Regions from separate parts of the Mus musculus genome. Here region 2 is linked to region 1. The links are chromatin contacts, called in public HiChIP or PLAC-seq maps. All regions are on one chromosome and are shown on one strand. Each heading gives the region's core, a stretch centred on a gene start, on an enhancer-like site or on the middle of the called end of the contact. The rest is flanking DNA. Distances are from core to core; before and after follow the strand shown.

Region 1 (6,629 bases), core at 2,604-5,103:
TCTGTGTTAGTATTCTGGGTGTGTGCGTGAGCACACATATATGGAGGCCGGAAGTATGTGTCTTCGATTGCTAACCAGGGTCTCTCACTGAACCTGGAGTTTACCTGTTGGATAACCTGGCTGGCCAGTGAGCTCTGAGGACCTGTCCTCAACACCCTCCTCCTACCCTAGGGTCACAGACCTGAACCATTATGCCTGGGTTTTATGTGGGTGGTGGAAATCCAAACACTGGTCTTTATGCTTGTATGGCAGGCACACTATTGAGAGTCATCCCCCCAGCCCTTCCAGTCCTCATACTTATGGTCTCCACTCAGGGGACCCCAGGGCCCGGCCATCCAAGGCAGGTCCACATTGCGCATCGCCACCATATTTACAGTGCTGTCTCTTTGTCCCAGTGCTTGCTGCCAACCAGTTTGTAGACACTCGCCCCCCATTTCCTGGCTGGCTCCTCTGCCACAGGCTACAGTTGGCCCCGGGGTTACCTAGGCACAGCAGCAAGGAGATCTATTCGGGAGTCACTCGGAGGGTGAGGGTTGTGCCTGGCATGATCTCTGGCATGCAGGTGATGCTATGTTTGTTCTCTGTTTTAAAAATGTCAGGGGAGGGGGTAAGGAGGAGGGGGTTGGCTGCTCTCTTGTTTTCCAGGAATACTACAGGAAATTGACAACGACCTGCTGACATTCTCAAAGTCACATGAGTAGCCTCTAGGTAGACTGAGGTCTGACTCAGGGCAATGGCTGGAGGTGACTCATGCAGCGGTGAGCAGGTGTGCTGGTGACTGTTAGAGAATGATGCTAAGGATTCCAAAAATGGCTGGGAGTGTGTACTTTCAGGACCCTGCCTCCCCATGGGACAGAGGTGACCAAGGACAGACGGGTAGATCTGGTAACTCAGCCAAGAATATAGGAAGTCTCAAAGACAGAAGGAGTGGGAACTGTGGCAAGCAAGACCTTCAGAATTCTTGAATTGAGGCTTTCTGAAACCCTGAGTGGGACATCTGGCCCGTGCCCTGCACACTGTGGGTAGCAGGTACATTTCACTGCACATCTGTTTCATGTATTTCATGTAAGTTTCCGTTAGTTCCAGGAGTCTGAAAGTGATGGAGTATACATCAGGGCTTATCCCTCCCAGTGGGCCAGAGGATGGAACCCAACAAGGCAGCGCTCCAGGTAATCTGACCATCAAGAGCTGGGCACTGGGGCCAGGCGGAGCTGAATCCAAACTGTGAGTTTAGAGATCTCTGGTTCTGTGACACAGGAAAGATGCCCAGGATCTAACTCACTGGCGGTCTCTTCTGTGACATCCAGCCTGAAGCTGACTCTTTGGAATTAGTGGAGTTAGCTGGGCATGGTAACACATGCCTCTAATCCCACACCGGGAATGTAGAGGAAGGTAGTGGATCTCTGAGCCAAGGCCAGCCTGGTCTACAGAGCCAGTTCCAGGACAGCCAGGGCTACACAGAGAAACCCTGTCTCAAAATTAAAAAAAAAAAAAAAAAAAAAAGGCGCTTGCAGTGTCCTTCCCCATGGTAGCAGGAATCAAGTGCTTCCTGCCCTGTCTGTCCCTTCTCTGTGCCATGCCCTCTAACTCAGGGCATGCTGGCTTCAGAGTCCCCACCCCTCTGCTCTTCACCCCACTTCCTTCCATGCCCCAGTGAAATAACGAGGCACAGCCCACAGGAAGAAGATCCAGGAGAGAAAAAAGAAACAAGTTTTATTAAAGCCCCAACACTCGGCTAGAAAAACCAAAAGGGACGGGAAGAGAGCGGGGAGGTGGGGAAGAGAGAAAGGACATTAAAAAGGAGACAGAAAACACAGCAACCCTTTCCATTTAGAAATCGTCAATTTACACTGACAGAGGTCACAATATCCACAGACGCCATCACTTCTACACCAACACAGGCCCTACAGGGTGGACGGGTGGGTGTGGAGCCGGGCTGGCCTTGGGGGGCCCCACTTGGGACCTCACTCAGAGCCTTTGCCCGAGGCCCCTGGGGAAAAGAGTATATTGTGGAAGGGGCCAGAGAGAACCCCCCATGCGAGTATCACAGCACAGCGGGCAGGGGTGAGGGGACCAGGTACAGGGTCCCCCGATGTGGCAGTTTCTCTTGTCAAGCACACACTGATGGATAGCGGCGAGGCGCATGCAGCTGGGGGTGGGGGCGGGGATTGACGTGCTGTGGGCTTTGAGAAGACAGGTGGGGTGGGGAGCTTGGGAGGGGTGCCGGGCGAGTGGTGCAGGGATGATGGAACACACACATGCACACGAGTACTCTCACACACAGAGACCCTCTCACACGCCTGCCTGCACCTGCATACAACCATACCCACAGCTGACGTTATCTAAACCCATCCCTATGTGGTCCTCACGTGAACAGCCAGGCGTGTCCACACACATCACACACGTCCTTACTCCCAAGGCTCTCCTCACACAATCATGTTGATACCAGGCAGGTCACATTCACATACATGTACAAGGCTTCACACATACAATATCACGTTTTGCCTATGCACACACAACCCATGCATGTGCACACACAAGTTATGTAGGCTTGTGCCAGCGTGTGCACACACACACAGAGGCTGCACACAATCCCATACAAATTCCTTCCAGGACACACTCGCGCAGTAACCAAATTGAAGAACTAGAACTACGCAAAGCCCACGGGGGCCTTGCCTGAGCTCGTGGGGCAGCCCCTGCATGAATAGTCACTTCTTCCACCTCCCTGTCTCTCCACAAAGGACACTCAACTCAGGACAATGACGGAGGGGCGCACACTCAGGTCTCAGGGCTGAGCGGGTGTGGGGGCAAGCAAAGAGTAGCAAGCAAAGAGAAATGGAGTGGAGGGGCCCCTCCCCCTCCCCTCCCAAGCCAGGGGTCTCTGTACAGCCAAATCAAACCAAACTGCTCCACAGGGACTACAGAAACCAGGCCACACGCCTGTCCCCAGCCCCTCCCCTGCCAGACAGTGGCCAGGGAGAGTGTGCTGTGGTTTTCTTTTTTTTTTTTTCTTTTTTAAATATTTATATATATTTATATTACGTATATTATATATATATAATATGTAAATATATTTTTAAAACAATATAAAATGTTAAGACACTTCACTTAAATGTAAAGAGTTGCTTGCAATTAAAAGTAATTGCATCATTGTGAGGTCCTTTTTTTTTTTCTATTTTTTTTAGGTTTTTTTGTTTTTTGTTTTGTTTTTTGTTTTTGTTTTTTTTTCTGGGAGGGATTTTTTTCTTCTTCTTTTGTTATTTTTCAAAAAGGCTTGCTTGCCTTAGTACAAAAATGACCCAAAGCTAGAAAACAAGAGCAAACTAACAAAACAAAAATAGAAATAAAAATAAACAAAATCAAAGAAAGGAAACACAACCCAGTTTTCCCTCCCAACCCAAACCCTCAACAGCTGCCGCTTGGCTTTCCCCTGCTGGGCGCCAGGGTCCTGGGGTTCTGTCCCTTCAATGGCTCCTCTCTGTGCTACTGTGGGACTGGTCCCAAGACCACACCTCTGTGCTTACATGCTTTGTGCTCCAAAGGGAAGCCCCTCCACCTTCCCGATCTTCTTCCTTCTTGCTCTGGCCCCACTGTAGCGGCTGGGGGCCAGGCCAGAACCAAGTCAGCCTCTCCCTTAGACTCCTGGACCCATTCAAAGCCAGTCTGTCCTGTGCAGGACCCCTGCAAGGTATCCAGACTGGAGTACTAACTGGCTCTTCTGCCTTGGGGACCCTCAAACACCTGACAAGTGGTCACCAGATCCCCACCGGCAAGTCGTCGCATCTCATGCCTTCCCTGAAAACCCTCAAATCATAGAGGCTGGCTGAAGGTCAAGTTGCGCCCTCTAGGGGTCAGAGACTTTACTGCACCCACCCGTCCCGTCTCCCTGTATCCCTCAAACCAGACCCTTCCCACCCTCCAAACATGTTTCTAGGCCCTTCCATCTTCCCCACCCCACCCCCATAAAATAAGTTAATGGCATTTAAAGTGCTAAATTAGGGAACTAAAAGTACCAGATGCCCCTCTCAGAACTGCCCTCTCCCAAGGCAGATCCCCAGGGGCAGGCTGTCCCCAGAAGCACCTTCCATAACAGGTGTCCTGGAGACCTCCTTCCATCTGTTGCTAGCACCAGCCGGACACTGAGCAGCAGCGAGCCGGCTTCTCCCCTGGCACCTAGTGTCCCCCCTTTCCCTCCTCACACCCAGCCTTGGCCTCTTCTCTGGGGATCCCCTCCAGCTAGGCCTGCTTCCAGGCCCACCCTGGTTTGAAAGAAAAACCACAGGCCAGCAGCAGAGTTCTGTCTCTTCGAAGGCTGGACAGACAGTGGGCGTCTCCAAGGCCAGGGTCTCCCTTGTCCATTGTCCAGCCTGATGCTGGGTCAGTCCTTGTCCATCTGTTCCTCCAGGAAGGAACCCAGTAACGGGAGGGGGGCCTCGCTCCGCTCCAAGTCTCCGTGGCTCAGAGTTTGTTCCAAGTGTTCTTGGGAAGTTAGAGGAGGTGGGAACTTTGGATGGACTTGGGGGGAGGGGAGGGGAGGAGGGTGAAAGAGCAGAGGGGAAGAAGATGACAGGAAGTGGGCGGAGCAGAGGCCGCTAGGGAACCGGAAGTCAGGGGAAGTTGGTGTGTTTGGTTTTTAGCTTTCTCATTTGCTCTTTAAAAAAGAAAAAAAGGAAAAGAAAGATAATTAAAGGAAATCGCTTAAAAAACCAAAAACACCAAGAGGAGATGAGAGGGCAAAGGGCCATGCCCCCTGCAACCTTTCAGGCGTGAGAGTGGGCAGGGTAGAGCGGGCATGAAAGGAAGGAGGGACGGATGGCGGGAGTATGGGAGGGGCGGGCTGGGGTGGTGGCATGAGGGGCTTCTAGAAGGAGATGGAAGAATTCCTTGCCCCAAAGGAAGTCAATACAGGGATGGAGGTTCTGGAACCAGAGGGCTTTTCTGAGCCGGGGCTTGAGGTCTCATTCGGACCGCTCACCTCTTTAGATGGTTTAGTGGCCTGGAACAAAAACAGGGGTCAGGGGTCAGAGAGAGCAAAGGAGAGCCTTCATGCTGGCTCCTGGCTGAAGTGTTGAAAAATGGGGAAACTCCACAAGTCCAAGAGACAATTAACTGCAAAAGCGAGAACCAGAGGGGGCGGGGCAGCTGGAGAGAGTGCTCCTCTGAACTGGGGGGGACAGGGTGGGGAAGTGTGTCGTCAGGGCACAAAGAAGGTTGAGGGGAGCCATGGGGTTGGATCAAAGGCCTGGAAAGCAGAGTGGGGAGGGGGGGTTCAGTCCATGGTTACTGAGAGAGGAAAGACAGAAGACAGAAGAGACACCAGAGAGACCCAGCCCAGGACAGGCAGAGGGGACAGGGGGTGGGAGGGGGGGTGAGGGAGGGAGAAGAAGTGTATGGTTAGTAGCAACAGGGATGCATCTAAAGCCAGGGCAGATGGGGTCAGTAGCTCAGCCCAGCAGTAAAAGTCCTGCCTCTGACCTCTGTGGGAGACCAGTCCTCACCAGAAGGCCCCTGGTCTAAGCTGGAATGAGCTAGCCCCATCTGGGAACTGGGAGTAGCCACCTGCCACCACCAGCATCCCTCCCAGTTCAGGGATCCCCACTGTGGCCCTCCCTGTTCATGCCCCTCCCCCATCCCAGTCCCAAGTGCCCCTAAGGTAGCTGGAGACCATTCTCTGAGGCACAAGCCGTGCTCCAGGTTTGCCTCCCAGTCAGAATGCCCTGTGCTCACGCGTGCACAACACTCTCCTTACTTCTTTTATATTTGTCCCCCAGGTTTGTTCTTTGGGCCATGGCCTCCAAGGTATGGCTTAAGAACCACCTGTGTCATCTCCAGGGTACATTCTGTGGCATGTGTCACATTCCAGGGAGTCCTTCCAGAGTCATCTCTACTTTTGGGGTGGGACTGTGCATTTTAAGCAGGTGTCACCACTGGGGAATGATGACACACAAGTCAGGCAGCCTCGAAGTCTGTAGCTGTGACCAGGGACTCACCTAGAGTTTAGCTATCAGTGTGATAAATGAATAAACAGCCTTGATTTTAAAAAAACAATAAAAAAACCAGAACAAAGGCTGGAGAGATGGCTCAGCGGTTAGGAGTACTGACTGCTCTTCCAGAGGACCCGGGTTCAATTCTCACCACCCACACAGCAGCTCACAACTGCCTGAAACTCTAGCTCTAAAGTACCTGACACCGTCACACAGACATACATGCAGGAAAAACAGCAACTCACATAAAATGGAAAATAATAAAACAAAGCAAAGCAAAAATCCTGTTGTCGTGATGCTTGTAATTCTGGAAAATCTAAGGCTGATTCCAGCCCAGCTTTGGGCTACTTAGTGAGACTCTGTCTCAACAAACCAAACCAAATAAACAACAAAAGCCATGTTAAAGAAAAAGAGGGAGCCGAGCAGTGGTGGTGCACGCCTTTAATCCCAGCACTCAGGAGGCAGAAGTAGATGGATCTCTTGAGTTCAAGGCCAGCCTGGTCTACAGAGTGAGTTCCAGGTGACAGCCAAGACTACACAAAAGAAGGAGGAGGAGAGGGAGGAGGGGGAGGAGGGGGAGGAGGGGGAGGAGGGGGAGGAGGAGGGAAAGAAGAAGAAGAAAGAAGAAGAAGAAGAAGAAGAAGA
Region 2 (6,629 bases), core at 3,088-5,587, 64 kb after region 1:
GAATGTCAGAAGAGACCTTGGAGATCATCCAGCCCCGCCCCCTCATTTCAGGTGAGAAAGGAGACTAGGGAAGGGACTTGTTCAAGGTCACACAGACATCCAGGCCTGAGACAGGATTAGTGCAAGGGCTCCAGGCTCAGTATCCTTTCTAATGGTCATCTGTCATCTGGAGGGTTAACCAGGGGAGAGTGGCCAGGGCCTGGCGCAGAGCCCAGAGGCTTCCTGGATCCTTCTTGCCTCTCTGGAGCCTGGAGGTAGTCTGATGGTTATGGGCTGAGTCTACTGCAAGACAGAGTACCATTAGGGACCAAGGACCAGAAGGGCTGGGGAAAGGAAAAGAAAGGAAGAAAGAAAGAAAAATCTGCCGGGAAGGCGAAAGCCAGAAGGTAACTGAAGTGGGTGGCAGAGGTATAGGGAGCCCAGTGTTAAGGTGAGGCGCCTGTGGTGGTATGGGAGGAGCCCCACAACACACACACACACACACACACACACACACACATGCATCCTTGAGTGTGCTCTTAAATGCACAGCAGCCCCTCCAGCCCGCACTCTGACAGTGATGGCACCTGACAGCCCATAATAGTCAGCTGGCCCATCCCTGCTGAGGCTGCAGCTAGGGCTGTTCCGTGGCTGCTCCCCTCGGCAGCAACCCTTCCACTCAGCCCTAGAAAGCTGGATTGCTGCTAGGGCAGAGAAGACAGACAGAGGGGAGGGACTGCCAGAGAGAGGGGGGGACACTGGCAGAGGAGGGGGAGGGGGGAGGAGAGTGGAAGGCTGGCAGAGAGGGCAGATGAAGAGCCTGAGGTGACTAAAAGGAACTTTTGTGCAGAGAAGGATGCTCTGGGGTCCCAGGGGTCTGAAGGACTGTGCTATCCCTTGGGTATTGGATATAGAGTCCTGACACTGAGGTGCCATGACGTTAGTAGGGTTTGGGGACCATGTCTCTACCCTTCTGCCCATTGCTGGCTGCCAAGAAGTCGGCCCTCCCTCCCTCCCTCCCATCATCCCTCCCTCCCTCCTGCCTCTCTCCCTTGGGGCAGGAGCTGCTTCCCAGCCAAATCCAAAGCCTTCCTTCATCTCATCTTTTCAGAGCTGGGAATGAAAGAAAGGGGGAAGCAAGCACAGCCCTCAAACCCGCTGACGGCCAGATTTTTATTATCTTTGCTCAAATGGGCCCTGGGAAGCCAGCAAAGGAGTCTTCAAAGAGCCCCTGAGTGCCTCATTGAAACTGCACCTGCTCAGACCCACCCATAGCAGGCGCAAGCTAGGGCCCCCAACTCCAGGGACCTGAGCCACAGATACTAGAAACCTCACCCTCAGTGCCATCCATCCAACAGGGGCCACAGGGTCAGAGAGCCAGGCCACACCTGGGCCAGCCGGGCATCTAGGCAGACCCTGTCCCTCTCTAGGCCTGGACAACATAAACGAAGGAGGAAAACAAACACCTTGCCGGGGCTTAGAGATAAGTGCTCAGAATTCCTCGAAAGAGATACTTTTATAGCCAGCCCTCGATTTTCCCCTGGTCCCTGACCTGCCTAGACACTCTCAGGCCACTCCATTCCTCCAGACTTCCCGCAAATAGAATGGATATTCTCAACCACCACTGCTTCTTGCTGTGCCCCCAGCTCACTTGAAAGAGGTCCTTTTATGTGACCACCCTTCCTCTAACCTGAACACAGTCCCTAACTGTTTCAGCCCTCAGCTGAGTTGATCTAGGGTGGAGGTGGGGGCTTGAAAGAGCCCAGCCCTAACCCTGCTCAGCACTTCCAGGGATGGGGTTTTGGCAGAGAATGCCAAGGTTAGCACTCGGCAGACAGCAGCTGTGCCACCCCTGCCCCCAGCCACTGCTCTGACCACACCACTGAGATCGATGCCCGCAGCCAAAAAAGAATCAATGGTTCTAATTAAACCCTTTTCTTGGGTGGGTCCCTGGACAGGCAGGGGGGACACTCAGAGGGACCATGCATCTGGTAGGTCACCATTCACCTTTTAAGAGGCTATATAAGTAAGGGCAGAGAGCCCCCTACCTCCTCTGCTAGGTGAGAGGAAAGCAGAGGGGCCGAGGGAAAGGCAGAAATGGGAGCACGTCTCTAAAGAGCTTGTTCCAGGGGACCCTTCCCCTAGCGAGGCTGCTCTCCCTGCTCCCAGCCTGAGGCTACATTTGTTTCTTCTAACCCACCCGAACCTCAGTCCCAGGGTCATTGGTATCTGAGAACTAACCTCCCAGGGAAGGAAGAAAGAACGCAGGACTAGGGGGCAGCTTTGGACAAAAACCCTCTTGTCCCCAAGGCAGAGTGGCAGGAAGCCAGGGCAAAGCCTTTACACTTGCAGCCAATGGTGCCTGGGTACCAGACAGCCTTGGGGTGGGTGGGGGAGCCCCTTCCCCTTATGTCCAGAGCCCTCACTCACCCTTGCTTCTATACCAGGCTAAGTCACTATCCCAACTCCCAGCCTACCAAGAGCACTCCTTCTGGCTGCATCCCACCCTGACCATTTATCCAGAGTGACTCCATACCGGCCACCATCAACCAAACCCCAAACCCATATGCCACAGTGGCGTCCAGTTACAAACACACACCAGCCGTGCTAGAAACCACCGTCCATCCCAGCTGCCACCAGAGATGACAGTCTCTCATCTCCACAGTGACTAGCTCTATCAGAGACATCATCATTTTTAAGACCAGCCAGAGACAGGGAAGGGAATGAGAAACTGAGGCACAGAGTTAGCCAAGCAATTGGCTCAAGGTCACCCATAGCAAAGATGACCAGAGAAGAGGAAGGTATCTTATCACCCCATCCCAAAGGGCACGAACCCTACCCAAATGAACAGCCCGATCCCTCCCTACAACTGATATCTACACAGTTTCTTCACTTCCCACCTTTATCCCAAACACCTTCTGAGAGGCTGCAGCCGGGAAGCCCCAACTGAGAACCCCATTTCTCTCAAAGCTGGGGTCTGCAGAGCCCACAGATCTGGCAACATTTAAGAGGTACTGATCCGGCTCACCTGGCTCCCCTCGGCCCCCAGGGTCCCTCGGTCCAACCTCCTCCCTGGGAGAACGGGCGCGACCCTCGGCGGTCCTCTCCCACCAGGCCAGGGCGAAGCGCCGGAGGCACTGCCAGGGCTGCATGGGGAGGCGTGGGGCTGGGGGCGCGCACCAGCAGCCACACACGCCCCACAGGGCCCTGCCAGCTGAGCTGCGGAGGCACCCGGCCGGCCCCCTCTACTGCCACCAGCATCCTGCTGCCCCCACCGACAGGACTCGGAGCTGGCCCAGGAGCTTCTGACGTAGCAGGGGGGTGCGTGGGAGGGGAGGGGGGGCCACGCGAGTCCCCTCCCCAGCCCCGCCCCTCTACTTTTCCAGCCCCCTGCAGTCCCCACCTCCACATCACCCCGGACGCCCTACCCAGCTGGGGGCGCCCTTCTTTACCCCTTGCGTCTGCAAGGGGAGGATTTAAGATCCAGAAGCCCCTCCCTCGATCCCTCCCTCTCCAGGGCCCTCCCTACCCACCACCCAGCAAGCCGGGAGCAGGTCCCCAGTTTCTGCAACTCCTGTGGAGGCTAGGAGGTCTCCAGGGCTAGGGCCTCGAGGTGCAGGGGGTGGGGTGTAGAATGCAGCTTTGTATCCTGGCAACACAACCAAACCCAGAGCGCTCTCAGTCCGCTGCTTCCCTGAGGGACTGGCACGAAGGGTCCAGCACTACCAGCCCAGCGCCTGCACCCCATTCTGAGAGCTGAGGCGGGATGTGGTTCTCTTGCATTCATCCCTTGTCCCTTCCCCCTTCAACAACCCTAGCTTCCACCTCGCATGGACCCCTCCCCTCCCCCCGACTCTCTTCGCCATCCCCCTTCACCCACCCCTCCCCCTTACATTGTAACCCCAGGTCCCCTCCCCCCGGGCACCGCGAGGCCCTTCCCGCCGGGTCCCCAGCTTCGCCGGCTCCAGACCCTCTCTGCTCCCTGCGCTCTCCCTCCCTGGCCCGTCCCAGCCCGGCGCGCAGCGGTACCCTGCCCCCCGTAACACCTGCGCCCAGAGCATCCCTCGCCCGGCCGGCCGCCGCCTCCCGGGCCCGGCCGCCGCCCCCGCCCCCGGCCGAGGGGAAAACACACAAAGAAAACAGAAATACCTTCCACTTAAGCATGGAGGCACATTAGGGAGGAGAGAGACAGGGACATGCCTTGGGACGGAGCGTTCCCCATCGGGCGGGGGCGCGGGGGGCGGGGGCCCCGGGCCGGCCTGCCTGGCGCTCGCCCTCTCGCCGCCTCGCGGGCTTCTCGCTCGGCCCCAGCCCCGGGGCGCGGTGCCAGGCGGGCGGGCCGGGGGCGCGGGCCCCGCCGGGGTGGACCAGCTTGGGAGGGCGCCGGCGGCCGGGCGTGTGGGTGCGCGCGCGCGCGGGCGTGTCACCGAGTGTGCGAGAGCGAGTGTGTGTGTGTGTGTCTCTGTGTGTGTGCGCGCGAGTGCGCGCGTGCGGCCGGCGCGGGTGTGTCACTGCGGGCGGGAGCGCGCACGATGCGGGCACGCGCGTGTGGCCGGATGGTACAAAGGGCCGCCGGGGGTGGCGGGGAGCGGGGGAAGGGAAGGGGCACTGCGCCTCCTCGCGCCCTCCAGCAGCACACCCGGATCCCGCAGCGCGCCGCCCGGACTAGGGTGCGGGGCGCGCTCACGCTCCTCCCCCCCCCCCAAACTCCACCTGCTTCCCCCACCCTCAGCGGTCCTCCTGCTGCGGTAGAGACAAATGCGTTGACCCCAGAGTGGCCTCGAAAGAGGCACCTGGGGAGGTGACTCTTTGGGTCTCCAAGCACCCTCAACGCTTTGGGACAAAAAATAAAAAAAGCACTTCGGGTTCGTTGAAGCAGGGCTTGAGGCTGGGGAGGGGACGAGAGAATCAGGGATCGCTCCAGCCAAGGTGACCTCGGAGCGCCACAGTCGTTCTACGCCTGGAGAGCCGAGACACCTACCCCCCCCCACCCCCAGTGCAGCGTACCCCTCTATGGTCGCGCCTCCTCACCTCTGCCCTTCCCCCTTCCTCAGCTACCACTGGGCCAGGGACCTGGCTCCCAGACGCCCCCTGCTGGACGTCCTCCTGGCCCCTACTTCGGATTCCTGCCCCTACCGCAGGCGTGAGCAGGTACTGCGTGAGATTGAAGAGACACTGATCCCTTCTGAAGTGGACCCCAAAGTAGGCCGTCACAGACTCTGTCTTTTCACGCCTCTTCTGGGGACACCTTTGCCATCTCCAAAGCAGCTTGTAGTGCGCCAGGAGGAGTGCCCCACCCTGGTTCACCTTACTGGGCCTACCTGCGGATGATACAAACTTCTCCATCTCCAGCTCGGACCCAGACACACGATGACCTTTGGAACTCAGGCTTCTCCCTGCTTCCTTCCCTCGGGTTCTGTGGCCAGTTCCCTCTCTCGGAAGCTTCTTTTCAAGAGAGGCAGGTGGGCTGAGCTTTCTGCCCGTTTTATTTACTCCTGGCATTCCCAAAGGCAGTTCAGATGGTCAAGAAAATGCCACCCAGTGCCTGCATCTCTTCCCTACAGGCCACCTGGCAGAATGACTGGCAGACCGGGCTCAGGAGAGGAGACCCCACCCCAAGTGGCCCAGATGACAAACCGGTTTCCCCACTTCTTGGTCTACCCAGTCCCAGCCTTAATCTGGGCTCTCCTACTTTTCTGCCCGCCCCTAGGCTTGCTTGCCTCTGAGCCAGTCCCGTGCCCAGCTAGGGGCAAGATCCCAACTGCCCCTTACAGATCAATGTCCAGTTCCACTAACTCAGGTGGCAGGGCAAGGCAGTGGGAGGGGACTCTCAGCTCCATTTGGTCATCTCAGGAGGGCAGCCAAGAGCTGTGTCCTGGACACAAGGTCTGGGCACACAACACTAAGCAGTTAAGACCCTGACTTCTCTTCTAGGCCAGCTGCTTCTCCCTCTGCCAACTGGATGGTGACCATCTTTTGGCCTCTGGGCACTCACTGGGCACCCTTCCAGCTCCCTACCTGGCTGCCTGCCCAAGATAGGCATCAGTACCCAGCGGGCCTTGTGCACAGGAGGGGGTCACAGCTATTAAGCCTTGAGTCTGGCACACACCTCTCCTCCCTTCAGACCTTCACACTGCTCTATAAGACCCCTCTGCCTTTGGGGTCTTCCCAATCCAAAATCACCCCTACCCAAGGGGCAATGTTTTCCCATCCATATTCTATGCCCATCCAAGGGGAGGAGCATCCTCAGGCTTTAGCCATGGTCTCTAATTTAATCTTGCCACATTAGCCACATATCAGAAATAAAGGTGCACATCTCTTATCCTAGATTTGGAAGGCAGGAGGATCTATGCAAATTTTAAGCCAGTCCAGTCTTCATCTGTGAGTTCTAGGCTAGCCAGGCATTCATGGTGAGACCCTGCCAACGAACCAAAACAAAATGGAAATGAAGTAAGGCTTCAAGAAGTGTAGACAAGCACCAGTGCAAGAGCCTTCAACTCAGACTTGACTCAGGTTGGCCTGACTCTGGGACGCCCAGCCTCTTTTTCTCGGTCCACTCTTCTTACCTGCGGCTGCCTGAAGCAGAGACCAGACCCACCACTCTAAATCTCATCCCCACACAGCTGTTAGCAGACAGCAGAGGCCAGAGT

Evidence for each region. HiChIP or PLAC-seq counts read pairs in DNA pulled down with a chosen protein or histone mark.
Region 2: a contact with region 1 is called in an H3K27ac HiChIP or PLAC-seq map of embryonic stem cells, with 11 read pairs. The contact joins the promoter of Srcin1 here to the enhancer-like site in region 1. A contact is called at or near these places in 20 of 39 promoter capture datasets (the 3T3-L1 cell line, 3T3-L1-derived adipocytes, the C10 cell line and 12 more), 4 of 15 datasets of contacts at CTCF or cohesin (CD8 T cells and embryonic stem cells), 39 of 484 Hi-C or Micro-C datasets (the AML12 cell line, the G1E-ER4 cell line, LSK cells and 18 more), 24 of 115 datasets of contacts at active chromatin or transcription factors (the 230-238 cell line, the HPC-7 cell line, the SCID.adh cell line and 15 more) and 5 of 9 other capture datasets (adipose tissue, embryonic stem cells, liver and 2 more).

The regions. Positions count from the first base shown.
Region 1 is chr11:97,507,653-97,514,281 of GRCm38.p6, forward strand. It overlaps Srcin1 (SRC kinase signaling inhibitor 1), which reads right to left. Exons shown (of 20, transcript NM_018873.2): 20 at 1,688-4,996. The coding sequence ends at 4,862. Among named protein-coding and RNA genes, the nearest start is that of 4933428G20Rik, 11 kb to the left of the region's middle. Within about 2 kb of position 3,854, at least 81 of the 459 cell types and tissues checked have an H3K27ac peak or open chromatin away from gene starts, as enhancers often do. A contact at or near this core is called in CD8 T cells, the G1E-ER4 cell line, the HPC-7 cell line and 11 more, where this site is marked.
Region 2 is chr11:97,570,789-97,577,417 of GRCm38.p6, forward strand. It overlaps Srcin1 (SRC kinase signaling inhibitor 1), which reads right to left and starts at 4,338. Exons shown (of 20, transcript NM_018873.2): 1 at 4,180-4,338. The coding sequence starts at 4,201.